Regions from separate parts of the Zea mays genome. Here region 2 is linked to region 1. The links are chromatin contacts, called in public Hi-C maps. All regions are on one chromosome and are shown on one strand. Each heading gives the region's core, a stretch centred on a gene start, on an enhancer-like site or on the middle of the called end of the contact. The rest is flanking DNA. Distances are from core to core; before and after follow the strand shown.

Region 1 (5,228 bases), core at 1,106-3,605:
ATCACCGCTTGGGGCGAGTCATGCAGCTGCACCATGCAGTCGATCTTCTTGGTTTCCTCCATGTCGCCGCCGCCCTCGGCGGCCTGCGGCGGTGTCGAGGGCGCGGCCACCACCATGCTGTACTCCAAGGCGCCATCCACGCTGCTGCAGGACACGCGGCCGTTCTGCGAGGCCGAGCCGAGGAGGCGCCTGTCGTCGGCGTTAGAGCTCCTAGGCTTGACTCTGGCACCGTGGGTTCCGTCCGCGTGGCCGTTCGACATGCCCACAAGCCATTTCTGCGCGTCGTCCCACTTGGACGGCGTCGCCTTGGGCCGAGCCAACGCTTGATTCTTCTTGCCATGCGGCCGCCCGTTGGCGCCCTTGTTGGTGGTGTAGTCTGACCGCCATCACATTGCAGATTTAAGCGCTATCAGGCAGGTGAGTTCAGAAGAACAAGTCCGTGCGTTGCAGATTTATGTACTGTTACCTGAGTTCATGAGAGCGAGTCTGGGCTCCAGATCCAAGATTTATCCAGACCTGGAAAAACTCTGCATCAGATTTTTCTGAATTTCCTGTTCTGAAAAACTCGCAGAGAGCAACAAAAAAAACAGTATAGACTACAGTAATTTTGTATTCCAACCAAAAATATGAATCCCCTTTTCACCGTTCCCCACTTTTGTCGCGCATAGCTTAATGGCACCAAATCAGTATGAAGTTAGAACTAACCTCGGCATTTCTCTTTACTCAAGTTTACCTGGAATTGCCAGATCCTTTTCACTGAAAGCGATTGGAAAAGAGAGACAGGAAAAGTTGTTGCTGACCTCGGAATCAAGAAAGAGCCTGCAGGGTGACGATAGCAGGACTGCAGGAGGATGGCTGGCTGAGATCGACTGCAAAGTGCAAAGTGATGAATGGAGAACTACTACTCTAGTAGTAGACCGTATTCCTTTTTTTTCCTTTGGCGTTGGGCGCAGGAGCATGCAGCAGGCACCGCGGTACTGGTGTGCACATGGCCTACTGCAGAGAAGGTGACAGGGTTCACGTGACAAGATATTAAAATAAACACCGGCCGGCTCTGGCCGTGGACCTCCACTGCATTTCCACTGTGTCAAATTCCCAAACTGACCCACTAATAACTGTGCCAAATTATAAAGACTCAATTGCTTCGGGTTAATTAGTTTAAGCCTAATTGAGGTTCGGCTCATGTCTAACGTAGAGAAGATCAGCAAGTACAATGAGGGGATTAGCAAATCACGACCAAATTCAATTCCTGAAACCCTAGTTCGACAAACCAGTTCTCCCCACACACACACAAAAAAAAAAACAGGAACCCCCAGTTCACGAAAACCCCAAACACCACCCTTATTAAAATAAACACCGGCCGGCTCTGGCCGTGGACCTCCACTGCATTTCCACTGTGCCAAATTCCCAAACTGACCCACCAACTGTGACAAATTATAAAGACTCAATTGCTTAGGGTTAATTAGTTTAAGGTCCCGTTTGTTTCCTTTCATTTTTAGAAATTAAAATCTTATTAATGAAATAGACTATTTTCTTTTAGACGTGGCATGCACCATTTTTCTAAAGTTATCATATAAGACTATCTCAAATTCATATGGTGAAAGACGGAAATTGATTTTATAAGTTTACATGATATTTTTTCGATTACAACTTATAATACACTCTTTTATTTGCTTCGCTATAACATATATGTAGTATATAATTATCTCTCTCATATTATTTAAGATAATATATAAATATATTATATGTATAAATATATGCATTTAATTAATTTTATCTAAATTATAATTATTAAAATGCAATTCCAACAAATTAAACGGGCCGTAAGCCTAATTGAGATTCGGCTCATGTCTAACGTAGAGAATAACAGCAAGTACAATGAGGGGATTAGCAAATCACGACCAAATTCAATTCCTGAAACCATAGTTTGACAAACCAGTTCTTCCCCCCAAAAAAATAATAATAAATTCAGGAACCCCCAGTTCACGAAAACACCAAACACCACCCTTTATCAGGAATCCTAATCTTCAAAGACTCGTGAGGGGTGGATTTGATACGTACCTGATAGGGCTTGGCGCTGACCACTATAGGCACTACAGTACGGGGCGCCATTGCCGGACGTGTGCCCTTAACCGGTTGCATTGGCTGCCATTAGCTCACCCGCTGTGTTTGCGCCCGCCGCAAGACTCACCCGCCTGAGGGAGGGCAACAAGATCGCCACTAGCCTCGCCAGCAACCAAGCCATAGATAGACGCCGAGGAGGTCGCCATCTCGCGCGGGTGCGTCGTCGTGTTCACGGTAGCCGTCGTGAGACCATTGAACGGGGCCGCCGCGATTGACTCTTCTCCAGCGGATGGCAAGAGATGCGGAGGAACAAGAGGACAAGTAAAGTTAAGGTTAGGGTTAAATGAACTGGGCCAAAACGAGCATGATCTTTAGTTCTCTTAGCCCATCAGAAAACAATGTTCAATTTTTATGGGCCAAATTGAACATTTGGGCTGAACTATATACGCGTGTCTATTTCCAGAATTGCCCAGCCTGCTAGAAAATGGAAAGAAGTCATCTTTTTTTTGGAACAGAGTTTGCTCTTTATTACTTCAGAAGAGCAGGTTCATTTACATAACAAGCCCTAAGGTTTCATGTGATCGTCAGGTCCAATTCAAACCAATGAGAGCAAGTAGAATTTTTAGAGCTAACGGAAAATATAACAAGAAGCTTCAAAAAATAGCTCTCGAAAGATAATAAAATATCCAAATTATTCTAATTATTGTCTAGATACACTAACAGAACAATGGTGTAGTGGTTGCGATGAGGTGTCCGTTTGGAGTCTTATCAATAGAGCAGTAGTGTAGTGATTATGAGGATTCGTTCTTTTAGAGCGTTAGATCATTAACGTAAAAATCTCCATCTCAATCAACTTACCTTTCGGAAGATCGGACCTAATCCTTCCATCAAGTAATATGTCCACCCCATTCCTAGATTAAAATACATGCTTGATGAGTTAAGTGGTTATCTTAGGCCCTCCATTTAGGAAAGCTCCACTCCATGATTCTTCAACTTTGTTCCTTGATTCTCCGATGGAGTGATTCTAGTGGACTCCTAGGTGGGAGCAGGGTTGGGAGTTGATGATAATTGATTCTCTCTTGCTCCCCAACATAATATAACAGAGAGCTGGGTGAAGCTGTTTTTAGCTTCGGGTTCCCTGTTTAAATGGAGAAGTGATTCTTGCCTGCTCCCCACCTGAATTAGTTGTTATTTTGACCATTTGGCAGTGCACCTTGAATTCACTCCACGAAATTTGGGAGCGGAGCGCTTCCAAATGACCCCTTATTTTCTCAAAAACTTACTTGCATAGTGGTTACCACTAGATTCATATGACTTTATGAGATGAACATGAAATTGCCTTTAAAACTAAGTTCGTCATTTTATGAGTGGTTAATAATGTCTCTTAGGTTAACTGATGCACCTAGCACTTTCATAAATTGATGAACAAGATTTTATGTCCATCCATTCGTAATTTTTTAAAGTTTATTTTGATGATATACTCATTTATAGCAAGTCAGTGGATGCATCTTTGAGCATTAATGTCTTGTGTGATGCACCTTTGTTCGGTAACCTTGAGAAGTGCACCTTTTGAACCGATCGAGTGTCTTTTCTTGGTTATGTTGTTACATCTTAGGGCATTGAGGTATCTTAGGGCATTGAGGTGGATGAGGCAAAGATTGGTACCATTATAAGCTGGCTACTTTAGATTTTAGTCATGCAGGTTAATACATAACAGTAATAAAGGAAAATCCCATCGGTTAGGTACCGACGGGAATAAGCCAGCTCATAAGGCTTATTCCCGTCGGTTCCCGGCCAACGAGAATTATTGGTCAGGAATTAACTAATTCTAGCCGACGAGAATTAATTAGCTCTCGTTGGCCTTTGGTAGCCAATGACAGTTATTGCCAGACATCATAATGCTCACCGGCTCCCACTCTAGTTGACGGGAGTTATAACCCCCATCGGTTTCGCCCTCGGCCAACAACAATTAACGGGTAATTTCCATCGGCTTAGCTAGCCAATAGGAATTACCCCGCAACTAGTAACTCCCATCGGCTTGACCATAACCCACGGGAGTTAACATGTGCTGCTGCTGCAAACCAGCAGCCCATTTTGCTAATTCTCACCCCATTCACAAAAAATAAGCACATAATATATATATCCATTCACATACATCACAAACACCATTCATAATTCACAAACACCTTTCATAATTCACATACATCACATCATCAATTAGTTCACATGACCAAATCTCCAAACAAAAAACATAGAGCACATATCAATTTTATCATTCATAACCAAAGATGAGACGGGGCACAATACTTCCTCAACCCCATGCAAAACATGGTCACGACAGCTACGATGCTTCGATCGATCCCTCAGCTAGACGAACCATAGGTAAGGGCGATGTATCGAAAACTACACAATATAGTGGAGAAAGTTGGGGTACAATAGGCCAAGATTGATCGATAAACAACTATAGCCCACGCACGACCTCGTCCTGGAGCAGGGGGCACAACCCTCCCAATCCACGAGGACACACGTTCCCCTGCAAGACCGCCTCAGGGATATCCACGACGCCCCGATACATCATCAACAACAAACGCCGAGAGCAAGAAAAGGTTGAGTAACCACGCGAAAAGAGGCGCGTGTGTAGCCCCAGCCCACCCAAGTCAGGGCCACGAGCCTTCAAACGTGCAATCAGGAAGGCGTAGTTCCCTGCGAAAGTGAGAGCACCAACAAACTTCTCCAAGTACAACAGGTCCTCAAATCCTAGCGTCTGGTTGGAGGATTACCGCCTTGCTTTCCGCATGGCGGGAATCAAAAAATACCATCTCATTATCTAGTTCCTCCCCATTCACCTCGCTAAGGGGGTGAGGGGCTGGCTTGAGCACTAGCCAAGCGCCACCATCCATGACTGGGCCGACCTCAGGAAGGCCTTCATCGGAAACTTCTAGGACAACTATAAATGCCCTGGGAGAACCTAGGACCTCAAGAGGTGTACCCAAAAGAGTGGGGAGAGTCTCCGGGGTTACGTCTAGAGGTTCTCCCAGAAAAACAACAAAAGACCCGACGCTACTGACGCCGACGTGGTAAGTGCCTTCACTTATGGCACCACTAATGAGGCTCTCGTCCATGAACTCGGGCAGGGGTCATCGAAGACAATCGTCGATCTCCTC
Region 2 (5,228 bases), core at 1,665-4,164, 87 kb before region 1:
CATGCTACCTATATTTGCTTTTCTATACTACCTTTTCCTATTCGTGAAGCCTTGAAACTCAGTTCATTTGGTGGACCTGTAGTTCATAAGGTACAGTTGCCAACGAATTTGTCAACAGTGCACAACATGTTCCATGTGTCCGAGTTAAAGATTTTAGATGTTAACCTTGAACTAGATTTAACCTACTTGGAATGTTCCGTAAAGGTTTTGGATTAAAAGGATTGGATAACTCGAAGGTGAGTTATCGAGTTTTACGAGATATAGTGGAACCAACACATGGAAGACGAAGCCATATGGGCATCGAAGGAATATTTTGAAAGACATTTCCCTGAGTTTCGAGTTCCTTGTTAGTCCTAAGTTTTGTGTAGTTGTTCCTGACATGAGCCTACAGGGGTACACCCCCTGTCTTATAGGTGTAATGGGGAAAGAAACCGGTGACACATTTCCTTCTCCATTACCTAGACTAGAGTTTTAAATCTTGGGACAAGATTTCTTTTTAGGAGGGAAGGCTGTAACACCCCTGGTGTTACGATAACTAAAATGTTGACATATCATCATAAGCACTTGCATTATCTTGTTTGATATACCTAGAATGCATTCACTAGGTTAAACTTTTTCAAAAGTGTGATGTTGTGTGCTGGGTTTAGAGTTTAGTTTAAGGACTTGGCTCAAGTTAAACAGGAGTAGATCATCTCTCAAGCAAGTGATAAGTTGGTTTGAAGTCTTAGAGTGCTAAAGGCAAGACTTAGAACCGAGAGAAACTATGATTTTGGAGGTAGGTTAAGTGGAAGAATTAATTGATGAACTGGATTGACCTTAAAAAAAACCTTAAGTGAGATTTGGAAACCATGGTTGGAATTGTGGATAAACAAAACAACTCCTAAACCAGGGACACTTTGGACATGAGCTTCATATACTAGAGTTGGATTCGAGATTAAGGAGTCACTCATCTTTTAGGAGTATGGATTGAGTTGGTAAATCACTAGACGAGAAGGAGTCACATTTGAAACTCTAAACTAGCCCAAAAGTGGAATTCAAAATTCAGTAAGGACTGGTTAAAAGTTCATATACCAAAGTTGTAGACCTTGGAAAAGTGAATAACTGTCTTATTTGGAGATTCCCAAGTTGTGTGGAAGATTTTGGAGTTAATTATAAAATTTAGTTTTGGGTTCATTTTGGAATTGCTGAAAATAATATAAACTAGTCAACTTTGGACCCTTCTAACTTCTGATCTAGAACCATTTTGAAGATGGTCATTGTAACAAAGTTATTGAGCTACATGAGGAGTATAAGTTATTTTAAGTCGCCTAGCTCTAAATCTATATGGAACTTGGAGAAAAACTAATCCAAAGTAGAGCTGTCAGGGTTTTTGGAATTCAGACTTGGTTTAATTCAGCATTTGAATTTCTGCGTTTGGAGCCAACTTTGGGCTGTTGGAGTTTGGAATCCAAGAGGTTTTGGTTATCGGTCACTATACCAAACTTGTAGAGGAACTATAGGAGTATAAATCTTATTAAGAAACTTGCCCCTAGAAACATTTGGAACCCAAGAAAAAGAGTGGTTCAATGTGGTGCTGCTGTGTTGCTGAATTTTTAGATTGGAAACAGTAACTGAATTTTAGTGTTGATAGCAGTTTTGGAGCTGGTTTGTGGCTGTTCTATAATGTTTTGGGCTGTAGTGTTTATAGAAAAGTTGAAGTATATATGATGTTGAACAAGTTTTATTAAGTGACTTTGGATTGTTCCCACATAAAAAATAGAGAAAAATGCCCCCAAAGATCAGCTGCTAGGCATTTCTGTAACTGAATTTGGTTCAGTGGCTGAAACCTGAAATTAGTGAATAGTGCCTAGTTTGGAGTGCTTTTGTAATTAATCCATGTGGTTTTGGACTAAGGGTTCTGTGGAAAAGTTGGAGTCCACAGTACCGAGAACAAGTTTTATTAAGTAAGATATCCTTGGTGCTGCACAAAAGGTGGAGTAAAGTGTGCTCAAAGTTGGTTTATCAGGTGTTGGGATTCAGACGGTATAAAACCTATGTCTGAATATGTGTGTTTTTACCCAACTTTGAGGCCTTGTGGTAATAAATACGAAGAGATTTGGGTTAAGAGTCTGCAGAAAAATGATATACCAGATGCAGATGAACAAGTTTTGTGCAAAGAGTGGGCTTGCTACTATATGGAATTTAGAGAATAGCCTGCTGCAAAATCCTCTGTCAGACATATTGTGGGCTGTTTCAGTGCACTGAAAATCTATTTCAGGGTTGTGTTTAACTAACTTTGGAGCTCTATGGTAATTAGACCAAGGAGATTTGAGTTAGGAATTCTGTAGCAAACAGAAAGGCCATATATAGGAGAAAAAATTCCCTTAAGTGATTGGTCTGGTGCTACAAAAAAAATTTGGAGTAAAAGCCCCAAGAAGTGGCACTGTGTGAACTCTAAACTGAATTCAGAGGACTGAAACCAAGTTCAGTGAATTGTGGCTGATTCTTGGACACTATAACTTGTGATACATGCAGATTGGGTCCTAGATTCTTGTAACAAACTTGAGGAACCTTAGTTAGTGAACACGTTTGGTTATGAAGGATTGGTCTGTTGCTATATAAAATTGTGAGAAAAAAGGGCTTCAACAGAGAGGCCTGCAACTGCAAGGAATTAGTGATGTGCTGGTCCAGTCCACTGTTGGTTTGGTTTAGTGTTTTTCCTAGGATTTTGGAGCTGTTTTGTGTCTGATCGAAGGGGTATAAGACTAAAGTCTCTGTGGAAAATTGTTAGAGGGTTAATGGGTGAATAAGGTTCATTTAAATTGATCCCCCTGTTGTTGCTTGGAACTAAGAGATTGCAGGGGGTGAAGTGGAGGGCTTAGTAGAGTTGTGGCTGTTTATTGTGCTCCAAAAATATCTGCAGTAAAAGATCTTCCTCCACCACCGCTCCAGGTGTTTCCAGGGATGATGTGGATAAGTGAAGGCTGGGATGGGGCTGGGTTGTGAGACTTGGTTCACTGGATAAGGATGGTATTGGACCTGTTGCTGAACTGATCACTGCCGACATCACCCCCCTTACTGTCCTTTTGTGCACCACTTTGAATGAGGTTCATCACCCCTGTGCTAGCTGCTACGTGCTGTCCATGCACTACTGCTGAGTGTCCATGTTTGTGGAACTGCTGGCACCATAGGGGTCCAGGGTCCTTCATCATGTGTCGATGAGCTCCACTGCATCTGCCATATATTCATCGCTTTGGACTTGATTCAGTGAAGTTCTTCCCCTTTGCCCTCAAGCTCTAGCCAAAGCTACTGCGTGTATGTTGTAAAACCTATGTCCATGATGGTGGTAGCTATTCTCCTTAGCCATCAGTTCGGATTTCCCATGTTCATCACAGCCAACATCCCAGTCTGGTGACCACGCTCACCCAACTGTCCACCTCACCGTGGTCAAGGATTTCCGAAGGTTTTCTCAGTCATGTGGCTTTTGTTCCGTGCTCATCTAAGGTCAGTGGTGCTCGCCAAGTTAGGTTTCCTAACTCTACTGCTTTGTATTTCCTTGAACGTGGTCGTGCCGCCGTGGTCTGGCGCCGCGGTCGGTCCTACCGTCGACCCGTCAACCAGCGTTGTCCCCGGTCAAACTCACACGAGCAAAAGGATCTAGGTGAGATGGTGATGCTCTCCGCGTGTTTGGCTAGAGATCTATCGCGGGGTTACCTCGGGATTGGCCTCGGCCAGCCAGATGTATCGCTGGCATCGTTGCCGATGGAGACTAGTGTTCGGTTCGGGCATTGAAGCCATGGAGCTTGTTCGCGTTAGATAGTGACGTGTTTCGGTAGTGGTTAGAGCACGTCAGAATGCAACGCCGCCGCGGCCATGGTCGCCGGAGTAGGGCGGCTGGATCGTGGCTGAGATGTTGCAAATAAAACGGAGTCGAGGGGCCTAAGGGCGTGTTTGTTTACCCCCATGGATTATATAATCTGGATTATTTTTGGAAGATTATATAATCTGGATTATATAATCTGAATTATATAATCTGAATAGTCCTGTTTGTTTACTCAGATTATTTTGAGTTGTTAATAGGATTCTCTGATCCAATAGACGCAAAAATGATTCGGTGGATTATAATGGCAATGGTGGGTAATTTCTAGGAAACTTGAAAGGGTAGTGGGGAAGTGGGAAAAAAATAATCTGAAATAAGCACCTCCTCACTTGCTTATGGATTATCATAATCTAAGGGGTTAGATTATATAATCTCGGCAAATAAGCTGGACTGTTTGTTTGCCTCTTAGGATTATTTAATCCAGATTATATAATCTGGGGGTAAACAAACAGGCTCTAAGTCAAATGATCAGTGACCTAGAGGAACAGTGGCTCGGACCCGACTCTGTTTGTTGTGCGCGGCAGGGTTTTCTGTGCAAATTTGCCAGCGCGGGCGTGGGCTCCCAGCTGTGGGCCGATTCTGCCGATGTTGGGCTAGTTCTGGCCCAGAATTATTCACAGTTTTGTGTTTTTCTTTTACTAGAGAACTTGGGGATTGTGTCGCAAAATTGTAGAGAAATCCAAAAATTATGGGACAAATTTTGTTAGCTGTCTAAAATCAAGATCTCTCTGGTAAAAATAGATTTAGAATTTTTAAAGCAGTTAGAAAATTTTAAGTGAATTAAGGGTGCTCTTGGAAGGACTGTTTGAATTTTAGAACTAAGAATATAGCACCAAAAATTGAGAAAATTCTTGGAGAAACTAGTTATCAGAAGTTAAAACCTTGGGCGAAATTTAAAATTGTTTGGATACGATTTTGTCAGCAGACTAATTATTGCCTAAAAAAAGGGTTTCGCCTATGAAATGAGAACACCTAGTAGTTTAGTGAGGAGATGCAGTTGCTTAAGAAGTTTTAAGCTATTGGATGAGATCTAAGATGGATTAGTTCTCTGGTTTGCCTAAGTGAATCCGATTTGACCACTTTTAGCAAGTGTTGGTGGTGTAGAACCATGTGTATACTTGTCATGTATTTTAGTTTGTGGTGTTTATGTTCCCCACCTCTCCAGTTTGCATTACATTTCATTACATAAGCATTCATGTATTTGTAATTGACTTGTAGAACACCTAGACGAGGTGGTATTTGAAGAAGTCTACTCCAGTGCCTGCTCCTCAAGTGGATGGAGCCATCTAACTAGGTATTGGATAGAGGGATCTGGAACCTCTTCACTGCAACAAAGACAAGCCCCGATGCATTTACCCATTCCTTTTAT

What was found. A called contact is a pair of places that touch in the nucleus more often than the background predicts.
Region 2: a Hi-C map of leaf shows a contact between it and region 1, with 3 times the contacts expected there. The contact joins the enhancer-like site here to the promoter of LOC100283369 in region 1. A contact is called at or near these places in 6 of 25 Hi-C or Micro-C datasets (ear, leaf, leaf mesophyll and 2 more).

Annotation. Positions count from the first base shown.
Region 1 is chr4:124,254,585-124,259,812 of Zm-B73-REFERENCE-NAM-5.0, reverse strand. It overlaps LOC100283369, which reads right to left and starts at 2,355. Exons shown (of 6, transcript NM_001412491.1): 1 at 2,062-2,355; 2 at 801-996; 3 at 467-516; 4 at 1-376. The coding sequence starts at 476.
Region 2 is chr4:124,341,782-124,347,009 of Zm-B73-REFERENCE-NAM-5.0, reverse strand. No RefSeq gene overlaps it. Among protein-coding and RNA genes, the nearest start is that of LOC100283369, 87 kb to the right of the region's middle. Within about 2 kb of position 2,914, at least 2 of the 20 cell types and tissues checked have an H3K27ac peak or open chromatin away from gene starts, as enhancers often do. A contact at or near this core is called in leaf and leaf mesophyll, where this site is marked.